Linked DNA regions of Zea mays: regions 2 and 3 are each linked to region 1. Evidence: chromatin contacts called from public Hi-C data. All regions are on one chromosome and are shown on one strand. Each heading gives the region's core, a stretch centred on a gene start, on an enhancer-like site or on the middle of the called end of the contact. The rest is flanking DNA. Distances are from core to core; before and after follow the strand shown.

What was found. Hi-C and Micro-C count contacts between places; a contact is called where the count stands out from the background.
Region 2: a Hi-C map of leaf shows a contact between it and region 1, with 2.2 times the contacts expected there. The contact joins the promoter of LOC100279194 here to the enhancer-like site in region 1. A contact is called at or near these places in 2 of 25 Hi-C or Micro-C datasets (bundle sheath and leaf).
Region 3: a contact with region 1 is called in a Hi-C map of leaf, with 6 times the contacts expected there. The contact joins the promoter of LOC103627215 here to the enhancer-like site in region 1. A contact is called at or near these places in 2 of 25 Hi-C or Micro-C datasets (ear and leaf).

Annotation. Positions count from the first base shown.
Region 1 is chr5:170,660,833-170,665,472 of Zm-B73-REFERENCE-NAM-5.0, forward strand. No RefSeq gene overlaps it. Among protein-coding and RNA genes, the nearest start is that of LOC118472069, 36 kb to the right of the region's middle. Within about 2 kb of position 2,254, at least 17 of the 20 cell types and tissues checked have an H3K27ac peak or open chromatin away from gene starts, as enhancers often do. A contact at or near this core is called in bundle sheath, ear and leaf, where this site is marked.
Region 2 is chr5:170,951,469-170,955,618 of Zm-B73-REFERENCE-NAM-5.0, forward strand. It overlaps LOC100279194, which reads left to right and starts at 1,749. Exons shown (of 18, transcript NM_001367369.1): 1 at 1,749-2,116; 2 at 2,474-2,620; 3 at 2,728-2,883; 4 at 3,023-3,145; 5 at 3,220-3,388. The coding sequence starts at 1,904.
Region 3 is chr5:170,330,770-170,334,922 of Zm-B73-REFERENCE-NAM-5.0, forward strand. LOC103627215 (ribonuclease TUDOR 1) reads right to left here and starts at 2,256. Exons shown (of 17, transcript XR_002748364.2): 1 at 1,946-2,256; 2 at 750-915; 3 at 366-440; 4 at 155-268; 5 at 1-57.

The DNA of each region.
Region 1 (4,640 bases), core at 1,004-3,503:
GATCAGCGATCGGCGATCGGCAGCAGCTGCCAATACCGGCTGGTGACCGATGGACGACTCATAATGAGTTGCCCTGTAGCTTGTTCTGCTGAGAGGGACGACTGCAAGATCCGCAGATGCTGTTGGACACCCCCACACCGGCACCGCCACCACACCACACACGCACACACAGCACACATCAATGTTTCCGGCCACTACGACGACGACGGCGCAGACGCTGCCGGCCCCCTCGCCCACACGACAGCGAGGCGACCTCCTCCCTCCAATTTTTCTCGTGCGTCTAGTTAGGTGCCTGTCACTGCTTCTGAAAGCATCGCCGCACCAGGCACTCGTCGTACTACAGTGCAGTAACAGTAGTACTCTCGCTGACGGCTGACCCCATCCCTACCTGCAGTCTGCAGCGATCGTCCGTTCAGCACAATGATGCCGCTAGCCCTAGGCGTAGGCGAGTTCACTGGCGCTGTCGCTGATCGAGATGGAAATATGATAATCCGTGCGGTGCGGAACAGTATTCCGGTGCTGACCATGATCTGTTGGCCGAGACTTAGAGAGGTGCTGTTCGGAAGCTTTTAACCACTAGGATAGAGGTCATTTCGCCAGAATTTAGAGCTTGTTTGGTTTGATCTTAGTTCATATAGATTGAGTTGAGTAGATTTAAATCCCAAGCAAGTTGCCTCTGGTACCAAACATTACCTAAAAGATGCATGTTGTTTGTGTCATTTATTTAGTTCAACTGATCATATACTATGCTCTAAACCAATTACCGATGCAGATGTAGCTGGAGGCAAAGGAAAAAAAGATTACTTTTCAATGCAAGTACCCGTCCCCCACGCACAGGCGCACAGCCCGACGACTGGGTGACGACTCTTCAAACAGAAATAAACAAAGAAACAAACAAATCCTGATCCGGTGGTGCATAGAGAAAAGAACCCAAAAGTGAGGCGACGAGATCTCATCTTTTCCAAGGTCGTGCATGGTGACCCACCTGAACATGTCTTGGACTTGGACCCCGATCGATCATGACTATAGGACAACAGATGATGGCCAGTGTTGTCAGTTGTCGCGCGCCCCATCGATCCACATGGACACGCACCTCTTCATCTTTGTTTTCACGTCACTTTGCTTGCTTGCTTCCATCTTTCTTTCTATCTTCTTCGTATAGCTTGTAGCCGCGCATGGCATGCATGGGAATCTATATATGAGGCCATCCGCCAATCCTTGGAGAGGAGAGCCATCGACGTGCTGTCTATCTCATGATGAAGGATCACACTCCCACTCACATTGACACACAAGGCTTTGCTTGGCAGGCAGGCATGCATGATAGTGGTGGTGGTGTGTGGATCCATTTGGAATTGAATTCCAGTTGCCTCTTTTCCAAAGCTGAGTACTCCAGCTAAGCTAGGAATGAAGTTGCAGTAGCGTGGTGGTGGTGGTGGTGTGGATTCCAACTGCCCACAGCTCCTGTCTCAACTCTCAAAGCATGCAGGTAGGCATCAGTGCGTGCGCATGTAGGATGTAGCGCATCAAAAGCAAGCTAGCACCGGTCGATGGATCATGGAACGGTCTTCCAAAAGGTGCTGCACACTGCACTGCATGCCAAAGGGAAAGGGAAAGATGTGCTAGCTTTATAAGTAGCTTCAAGCACGCATGTGTGTTGTGTCCACTGGATCCATAGCCTCTTGCAATGTGTAAATTAGTTACACAGAAGGCACCCAGCATGATCTCTGCCATCCGTGGCCACGCTCAGGCAACAGATGCACATTCATGCAGTACAAAATACTTCATTTTTCTATGAAACATAGAAGCAAGAACATAAATATAGACACACAAAAACTCCTCAAATCTGCATTCCATCAACAGTCCAATACCACTTCGCTAACGTGTACATGCACAAATGTTAAATATATAATTTCATTCCGAGCTTTATGTACATGGAGTTTCGGCATTGCCGTAGATTTTGTTTTTCTTCTTTTGGATCTATCCTTGGTTTATTATGTTCATTGCGCTTCACAAATTGAGCAACTGGCCAACAATTAAAACGAAAAAAAAACAAGATGATAACAAATTAAAGTAATCGCCACTCTAGAGAGCTCAGACAGTTGGAACGGGTCGATCTCGTCTTGTGGCTTCTTGCGGCGTCAGGGCCCGGGAGCAGAACACCAAACCAAACCACGGGGCGACAGGATACAATACAACTCGCAGGATCACAAACTAACAAATACCTACAGCCCATTAGAGAAGGCCCATGTAGAGCCCTAGTGCAGAATTGCCAACGCCAGCCCACATAACCTATGCGTGCCGCACCGCTGGGCTGTTTCCATGTCTGAGCATGCAACCTGGATATATTTTTTCCATCGCTTTATTTCTGTTGAGAAACCCTAAAAGGGGTTTAATGGGCTAATACCGAAACTGCCCTTAGGGGGTACACAGGTTATATATATGTACCCATACCCATCATAATATATATAGACAGAAAGAGCTTCCATCCACTGTGTCTCTTGTTCCTCTCTGTGTTGGGTTGCTGGGAAGGGAGCGGTCTTCTACAACTTCTCACGTCCCTGCTGCTATTGGGAGGGTTCGAAGTCCGGATCGGGGATCTGCGACAACTACGTTGTTTAACACGTCATCAGCACTGCTCTACCTCGACTCGTGGATCCGATCGGCAACGACTCTCCACCACGCCGGCAGGTCCTCCGGCCTTGCCGAACTGTCCTACGCGACAGACTTCGTTCCCATTCGTCGAATCAAGAATCACGATATGAAATCTTGAGTGGACCTGCGATTTTCTATTCACTGAGTATATCGCCTGCGAGCCCCTACATACTGTTAGTCGAAGCAAAGCACCACTGCGTCTGCGTGTGGTGCACGATTTCGTGTCGTCACCTTGCGAAATCAAGAGCCCCGCAAAATAAGATAATCAGTCGTCCCTAACTCTACTAGATCTTTGTGCACGGGCATGCAGCATGCGCCACATCTGTTCCTCCTTGCATGCCTCATAAACCGCATGGTAGTTGGGTAGCTTCGCTGCTAAGGTGCGCTCAGATTCTGCCGCATGCAACTGTTGCTTTTGGCTGGCTTGCATGGCCGCATGCAAAGGATAGGCGCTTGACTTTTTTTTAGGAAAAAAAAAGTGGAAAGACCGCATGCACTAACCGTTGCGCGATTCACATTTTCTTAGGGAGAAATAAAAAAGAGAAAAGATAATGTCGCATGCAATGGGCTGCCTTGCATGCCGCATGCATTTGTTTATTTTATATTTTTTTTACTGCCATTCCTCCCGGACGTGCACTAGACTCTTGATGAATTTAATTAGTATTGTTTAGTGTACATTTAATTTTGTATGCATTATTTATTTTGTATTTCCTGCTGAAAATAATAAAAATGCATGCTTATGATTTTTTTATAAAAGTTTGGTATATTATTTTATTCTATTTTATTTAAAATAGAATAATGCACGTACAACCATTTAAATTTATGTTATGGATAATTGGCACGCCTAATTAACCTGGAGTTAATTTTGCGTGACAGGCTATGGCTGAAGGCAGCAAGACTGACTTCGCGGAGCTTGCCCTGAATGGCAAGAACTATCTGACCTGGGCTGACGACTGCCAGTTTCATCTGGAGGCGATGCAGCTGGGAAAGGCGATCGTTCGGCTAAGCCCCAACGACATTGGCCTGCAGCTTCATGAGAAGGCAAAAGCTGCGATCTTCCTCAGACGCCACATCCATCCAGACCTGAAGATGGAGTATCTGGAGGTGAAAGACCCTCTAATACTGTGGACGAAGCTGCGGGAGCGCTTCGGTGTGCAGAAGCATGTGATGCTTCCACGGGCGCAACAGGAATGGGCCACACTCCGCTTCCTCGACTTCAAGACTGTGGAGGCTTACAACACTGTCATTCATCGCATTGTTGCTCAGCTACGTTTCTGTGGCCAGATAGTCATAGACCTAGAGATGATTGAGAAAACTCTCCAGACCTTTCACCCCTCCAACATGGTGCTTCAGCAGCAGTACCGAAACAACAAGTACATGAAGTACTGTGAGCTCGTCAACATGTTGCTTGGCGCAGAGGCTCAGAATGAGCTCCTGATGCAAAACTACCAGAAGCGTCCTGTCGGCGCTGCGGCCGTACCAGAAGTACATGCAAACTTCCCGTCTCAGGGGAAGAGAGGCTCCTCCAGAGGAAGGGGTCGTGGGCGCCGCAATAATCAGGGGCCAACAAGGGGAACTTTTAAGAAGCAGCCACAGAATGGCAGCGGCAGTAGCAGCAACAATGGTCGTGGCAGAGGCAGAGGCAAAGGCAAAAGCAACCCCCAGCAGGGCGATGCAAGTGCCTCAATGCATGCTGGCGAAGGATGTTTTAGGTGCGGGTCTCAGCAACACTGGTCCCGTACATGCACCACTGAGAAATACCTGATTGACATATATCAGGAATGGAAGAAACGCCAGAACTCAGAGGCTCACTTTATCCAGGCGCCTGTAGACGCCACAACTGGAGAGCACCTTGAGTTGCCTCAGCCTGCTGCACAGTTTGAGCATGCTGCCATAAATGTTGATGCCACAACTAAGAACGATGCTCCGTTAGGCAAAGTCGACTTCGATTTCGATACTGATGATCTCCTGTAGTTGATCACGTTATC
Region 2 (4,150 bases), core at 499-2,998, 290 kb after region 1:
ATTTTTATATTTATACAAAAGAGTAATGCAAACTAGATTTCAATCCTATCGGCTAAGGGTGTGTTTGGTTCAGCTTTTTGAATCGATTTGCTGCCAAAAATCTAGAATCTCAATCAAATGGGTACAACAAGATAATAGATTCCTAAAAAACTACATATTTCACTAGTTCAATTCAGAATCACCTTCTACCCCAGATTTTCTAGATTCATGTCATTCATATTACAAACTTTCATGTTCTTATAGAATCTATAGTTAAGAGTTGTTTCAACCAAATAAATTTCAGTTTTTCACAATCGTCAACTCACAATAACTTTCTCACGCCTAGAATCAAATTTCCAGGAATTTACATCTGAACCAAAAAGTCCTTAATCTAGGAAGGTAAAGCACACTCTAAGATACACAATATAAATACAGAATCTAAAGACCGATAGAGATAGAAACTCTTATTCGACATCACCATACTTTTACCAAGGTATCAAGAAGCAAACGACTTTCCCCTATTACTTGTTGGAGCCTATCACAAAGATGTCTTCGCAAGAGCCAAGCTCTCAGTTAGATAACTCTATAGATAGCACTTGACCTTTTCCATACATAAGTGGGTCTCCGAGATAACCTCTCTCAGACTGCTTCCGACATTTTCACTATTGAGCTTTTGATCAAAATGTTGCATATATCATTCTAAATGTTGCATGTCTAGTACAAGACGGCGACCACACTACAGACACACTTAGTATGATCTCACATGAATAGTTGGATTGTACGGTCTGGTGCAATGACAAATATCTAAACTTTGGAAAGTGGTGCAATGACAAATTCCAAACCAAATAACCTATTTATGAAATAAATTCTAATTCTTTCAAAATGAAGATATACAAATGACCCGTTTTAGTTGATAACAATGTACAAAAACATTGCAAATCCTTAGGTTTATAGACAAAATTTGTTGCAAATACTATCATGAACATGAGCGAACAGATGTTGCCAAGTCACGGTCGCACGCCGCTGCAACGAACACATCACAATGCCTTTTGCAACCTACGACTCCCAAATAATCACCTGCAGGCCCTACAGCTACAGCGACCGATCAGGTGCACCGATCAGCTATAGATAGTGTCGAAAGCCAGGCGGACAGGGCCGGCCGCTTAGCCGCCTGTCAGCTGTTCGCGCGAGTGACGAGCGCGATGCTTCCGGCCGCTGCATCTACCGCTCATGTGGACATGTGGTCTGGATGCAACGTGAGCTTCGTTTTATCGCGGCCGCTTCACGCTAATGGCGAATATAGAATTGCTGCCTGTTCGGTGTCCCTCGGCCCTCGCGTCGCTCGTGTGCACACCCAGCCGGGGATACGAATATGATATGGAAATCTAATCAGAAAGATTGGGTTCCCCAATCCAACGTGGTTGCAGATCCACTAATCAGCAACCACCAGGAAAGCAACGCAGTGACATAAAAGTTGAGTTTTATTACCCCCAACTACTAGCTGGAAGGAACACAAATGAACCTTAACAATCTGTACATTTTAGAAAATACAAGTAAATCGACAAATCGTACCCTGTGTGACTCTGTCAATAAGGCATGTAAACCCTTTGTAAAAAAGAATGAAGAGAAGAAGAAAGATGATCCTGTACGCTCGTCGAAACCAAAGAAATACAGTGCGTACTACCATTCAAAGCTCTTGCATTATTATTTTCAATCATCTCGTGACGGAAAAACAAAGTCAACACGAAGGACTCGGCCGGTAGCACTGGCGCTAGCAGCAGCAGAGATCGACCGGCCATCGCCGTTTTATAAAAAGAGAGTCCAGCGGTAGCCGTCGCTGACGGACGCCCCCCTCCCAGACCTCCGCCCGGATCTCGCCGCCTCTCCCGCCCCTGCTCGCGAGCCGCCGTCGACAGCCACCGCCATGGGCACGGCCAACGGCCAGCAGCCGGCAGAGGGCGCTCCCTCTGACAAGCTCCGCCACGTCGAGTCCATGTCGGAGCTGCCCTCCGGCGCCGGCAAGATCTCGGGGATCAACGCCGTCGTGCTCGGGGAGTCGCTCGCCGCCGAGGAGAACGACCTCATCGTCCCCAGCCCCGAGTTCTCTGCCAGCGCCCTCGTCTCTTCTCCGAAACAGGTGTGTGCAAAACCGAAACTTAGTACCCGTCGGACGTCTCTCGCCTGCGGCTTGTTGATTCTTGTGCTGTTGAAGGCAAATGCAAAATCGAGTCTTTTTTTTATCCAATCAGCGGCTTGCTCTAGACTAAAGGCGTTTGCTTTAGCACTCGGGCGCTTTTCACTTTGGGCGTCGCACAACTTTGCAATTGCAAGCATGAGAATGAGATGAGAGGTTTGCCATGATCAGGCTTGTTGGGGAAGTCCGACAGGGAACGACAATTCGTCCGCGCTGGTGTTTGTTTCTCATTTTGTTTTCGATGATTGGTGATGTAAATAACATTGCGGTCTTGGTGTGATTTTTCATGGTCGGCATCAGTATCGCGAGATGTATGAGAGGTCCATTAAGGACCCGGCCGGGTTCTGGTCGGAGATTGCCGAGACCTTTTACTGGAAGGAGAAGTGGAACCCCGCCGAGGTCTGCTCGGAGAACCTCGATGTCACCAAGGGACCCGTCCAGATCAACGTAAGTGTTGTTTGATGATTGTTAGCTAAACGTTAGCGTCCCTTTGGAATATGAACGGGTATATTATGGTGGTTCTGATCCGTCTCATGGTTCTTGGTCCTGTACAGTGGTTCAAGGGAGGGAAAACCAACATATGTTACAACGCTGTTGACCGCAACATCGAGTCTGGCAATGGCGACAAGGTTGCAATGTACTGGGAGGGTAATGAGCCCGGTCAGGATGGGAAGCTTACCTATTCCGAGCTCCTGGAGAAGGTTTGCCAGGTAAATGCACGCTCATGTCTGAAATGTTTACCACAAGCAAAACTGGCAACGGCAAGTGTACTAGCACACATGTCACAACACTTGCATTCAGAGACTCAAAGAAGATGACCAGGTCTAAGCCGGTCTTTTATGCTTGTAGCTTGCAAATTACTTGAAGAGCCTTGGTGTCGGCAAGGGTGATGCTGTTATTATATACCTACCAATGTTGCTGGAGCTTCCCATTGCCATGCTTGCCTGTGCCCGCATTGGTGCCGTTCACTCGGTAATTGCAGTATTGGTTGTTTTGTGAACCCTAGGTTTTCTTTTCTATGTTGTGATACATCCATGCTTGTACAGGTTGTGTTTGCTGGCTTCTCAGCAGATTCGCTAGCTCAAAGGATTGTCGATTGCAAGCCTAAGCTTGTCATCACGTGCAATGCTGTGAAGCGGGGAGTCAAGCCCATCTTTCTCAAAGATATAGTGGATGCAGCTTTGGTTGAAAGTGAGAAGAATGGAGTCTCTGTAGGTATGCACTGGGATCTGGTTTGGGTATTCACATCAATAACTTTGAGCTTTTGTCAGGTGGCAGCTATTTTGTACTCGTTATTTCATCCCATTGTCCGCCAGTGTTTTATTGCGACATCATGCCAAACAAACGTCATATGAAGATAGGGCAACATATCAAATGCACATAATCTATCTAGTGCACATATGCACAGATTATATCTGGACCCTTTGTCCAGTAATTAATGATTGACATATTTTACGAAAAAACCCTTCATTGCTCCTCTCCTCCGTGTCTAGGTGTATATTTGCAAAAAACCACTCGCACGTTCAACCATTGATTGTTGGACGAAGGATCCAGATTTAATATGAACATATATGCACGGATGGGTTTTGCACATAGGATACGTTCCCTGAAGATAGACACAAAACTAAGGGTTACACTAGGATTCTCAATATGTTGATTTTTTTTCTGTAGTTGCTCATTTATGTGAGACAAGCGAAACTAATCTCAAATTTGGGTAAATAACCGATTGAGGAAGTCAGACTAAGAAAACATTCATGGGGCAATTAATGTTAACTAATTTTGTGAAGTTGCAAATCAGGGGGTTTCTCATATATCGCAGGTCACAAGCATACTTGATCTTATACAATAAAGGTAAGAACAGTCACTGTCCATTTTGTGACCAATAGGAGGAGAACATCCAACATATCCTAACCACCTGTGTGTTGGCACGAGATTTCTGGTACCGAATTGTATCTGCGTGGGGCCTGCAAGACTGAG
Region 3 (4,153 bases), core at 1,006-3,505, 330 kb before region 1:
CAACAACTCACCAAGGTGCGGGTTTTGTTCGCCACCCTTGGAGCCTTGCTCCTTTACCTGATTAAGGAAGTAGAAGAATAAATCAGTAACACATCTAGTTTAGTACAGTAAATATGATAAAGAAACTCAAAGGTGAAAGTAGAATGGTTCTTACCTTTGCCCATCCAGCAGAAACTACTGAGTATGCAACATTCTTATCACATAGAAAAACAGTTCCAAATTCTCGTCCAATATTAGGAGCTGTATAATCCACTTTGAATGTGACCTCCTGTTAACAGGAGATTATAATTTTGCAGTGTCAAAAAAAAAAGAATACAATGAATGATATGAGAGCTCGGAGAAGATATGAAGTTCAAATGTAGCACCTTCCCTATGCAGAGCTTCCTCAGAAACTCTCTGCTTTCCCATGCAAACGGCTCATCAACTCCACCACGACGAGCCTATAGCACCATGAATAAACAAGCGAAAAATGAAAACTAGAGAAATGAGAAGAATGTCAATTGTCAAGAAGCTACAATTGATACTCAGTAAATAGTTCCAACTGCAAAATTTAGTAACAAAATGCAACCAAAAAAACTTGAGAATTGCCCGCATTCATTAGTCCTCAAGCATAACCTCAACCTAATAACCTAGTTTGTCTAGAGCAACCCAATGATTTACTGATTCATGAAACAAATAAAAACTGTGAAAAGGCCACAAATATTGCTCATTACCGACAAGGAAATTCATCAAGTGCAGCTTGATCTTACCAGCCTTGGGGCCATAAGGTAGGATAAGGTGATGGACTTCTCAGGTTCGATCTCAGCCTTTGTGCACCCCATAATTACAAGACAATCCCCAGATGTCACAGCCTTCACCTTACCCCTTAACCATCTTGGTGCTACTGCGCTGGACGCCATGATACCAGCTTATACCCTGCAATCAAAAGGAAAGATGGTCATTTATTATTAGATGGTGTGACCTAACCTAAGTTTTGTTTCCTATCATATTTGGCAACTCACATTTTTCCTATATTTGCGATTTTTACCTTTCATAAGTAGCTAAGATAGCGAAAACAGAAAATATATGAGATTTAAGTGGAACAATCTCAGTTTTCACATGAAATATTTCCCTTTGAATATAAAGTATTCCGCTAATCATATTTTATGATCAGACGACACCAGTCAGTCCACTTGTCAAACAATTAAAACCAACACGGCAGGAGCTGTTTCACTTATGGAAAGGGGAACTGAAATATCATCAGTAAGCTCGCGGCAAGAATGTAAAGCGCAAGCGCACAGGTGCCAGTCCATGACATCGTGCTTTTATCTCAGTCCATGACATCATGCTTTTATCTTTACACAGGAATTACTCAGCACGAGCAGGTTTCTCTAAAGGGAAACATGGAAAAATTTGTACACGGAAGATTTGGCCCACAGCTAGCCCCCAATACGCGCAAAAGTCCAGCCACACACGCCAGAGGTCACGCAAACCCAACCCAGACACCTTTCTACGACAGCGCAAAAGCGCGGGCAGAGCAGCTCAGCAATGCGCAGAGATGGCGTAAATCCAAATCCAAAAGCGCTAAATCTACCCTCTGCGCCGAGCAACAGGAACAGACATGCAGAGCTGCGACCGTCCACGCATGAGCAGATCTGACACTGGCACAACATAAACACGTGCGATCTCGGAGAATTCCAGCCTCGGCGAGCGGACACCGATGGGAGCAGGCTGCACAGCGTCGAATCAACCGCGGGCCACAGCCACAGCGCATAGATCGGGGTGAGGAGCGGTCCTAAACGCCCAGATCTGCGAGCTAACGCACCCAAGCCGCCACGAACCCAAACGTGCGCATCGGATCAAGGGGCAGGAGCTAACCTGACCTCGGCGGGATCGCCCTGACGCCGCGGAGACGAAGGCGTTAAACAGAATTAGATCTGGGCGACGGGATAAGAGGGACGAGTACCTCCGCTCCGGCAGCGTTATATAGGCACGGGGGTGGGCGCCCCTCACGCCGGCGTGGCGACGAGGCGAGCGCGAGGGGTCGAGAGCCCGTGAGGTTTTTGGGGTGTTGCGAGTGGCGAGACGACGAGGGAGGGGATGGGAGGGAGAGAGTGCTGTGGGGGAGAAGAGTGGTGGTTTATAGAGGGCGCGACGCCAGTCGCCCAGGCGAGGTGTGAGGTGTGAGGTGTGAGGAAGCAGGCCGGTTTTGGCTTTCGCCTGCGGTCCCGTCCGCGTGCGCCCAGCGCCCGCGTCATAGATGCATGGACTCGACGAGGGCCGCTCGCTCGCTTTGGCAGTTGGGCGTATAGTTTGTCGGGCGAGACGCGAGATCCAAGCGTATAGTTTGTTTCGGTGTAAGAAAAGTGAGTAGACGCCACATGGATCAGAGTGATGGCGATAATTCCCGTCCCGTTCGTATTGTTTTCTACATTATCTATTTAGTGCCAGTAACAACTCCATTTTTTCGAAAAATTTCTGTTTTTAAAAAGAAATTAATTCATTTTTTTGGGAAATTGAGAATCTCATGAGAAAATAGTGGCCCTTAAGCTTTTATTTTCAGACAAATTTAAAATATGGACCAAAAAATAGGATGACAAATGTGAATCATTTTAAAACGTTTAGCCTCTATCCGTTCATTTTTATGTATTCTGAAAATACGGGATATGTTGTATTAACTCTGAACCCAAACCTATATGCCGCAATTCATACTTAGGCCAACACAAATAAGGTAATAGACATAAACATCACATATATCTAGATTATAATAATTCATAAACATATTATTAGGCATTTATTTTAGATTATTGCTTGATCTAAATTTCTAAATCTGTCGCGAAAACCATATTTCGGCCACTGTTTTGCGTCGTCCCACCATTCCGTTTAGCACAAATCTATCTCTAGTGTCATGTGTTGTCTTCATGCCGTTGCCGCGGCGACCTTCTGGTCTTCCATCGACAACTTCGAACTTTCAAGACATTATCGAAGGTTGTTGATGTACTAGCTCAATTAAAAATAGAAAGCATACTCACTTTTTTTTGTTGACGTGGATAATTTTAAAAATTAGCAACCAATAAATAGAGAACTGTTGGAGCACACACATTTTACTACTACTTAAACTGATTTAGCAACTTCTTAAATCTATATTTCAGGATGCTAAATTTACATAACTATTGGAGATGCTCTTAATGCTCCAATTTATATTGTGCTAGTCTTTATAAAAGAAAATGATTGAAAATTTACTCTTCGTCTCGGCAAGACCTAAGAATAAGAGACCTGAAAATCAAATTTGCAGTGAGTGTTAGTGCAAGTGCAGCAGCAACATCAGAGAAGGTTCTTCTATGACAATTGTAGACACCAACGGAACTACTAAAAGGAAAAATGGTGAAACTGCACATACGGTGGTTGTTATTGATGGATGAATAGAGATGAAGAGCAAAAGAAAGTTACCCTTACTGGAATGAGGTTTAAAGGGTCGCATCTGGTATTTAAAATTAGTTTACTAAGAAAAAGGTGATAGTTAAAGGCTTAAAGTGAATGGGAAGAAGTATGAGCAGATTTGGGAATATTGTGATTTTCCAAATTGCAAACAAACCAATAGAATTGCAGAAAACTATGGACAACTGGTTTAATAATCATCTAAAATCAGCGCATTGTCTAGTGAGCTTAGAGTTGAAAATATATCTATGTAGGTAAAAAGCATTACTCATATTGAGCGCCTTACAAGTAAAATCATGAAGTTAGCTTAAGAAAATTTAATCCGGCAATAATCATGCATATTATTTTAATATAGTTAAACATGAAGATTTTTTATTTCATTAAATCTTTATGATTAGCTTTTCAATCAAGGGTTGTGTCACTATATTAAAAAGGAACCAATAGAAAAATGCTTGAAAAAAAAGAGGAAAAGTTATATACATGCATAAAAACTATCCACTATAGGTTTAGCGCAACCATGGATACATGGACTTCATGCCAAAGAAAATCATGCATGTCTGTTACTATTCATTGAATAAATGATGATCGACATATTGAGAACAGAATTGTCGGTATCTTTAATGTAAAATGACGCGAAAATGACACTAGCTGAGTTGGTTAGCTGGTTTGAGTAGCACTCCTCAGATCCTGGGTTTAACTTTATGTGTGAGCGAATTTCAGACCGTGTTAAAAAACC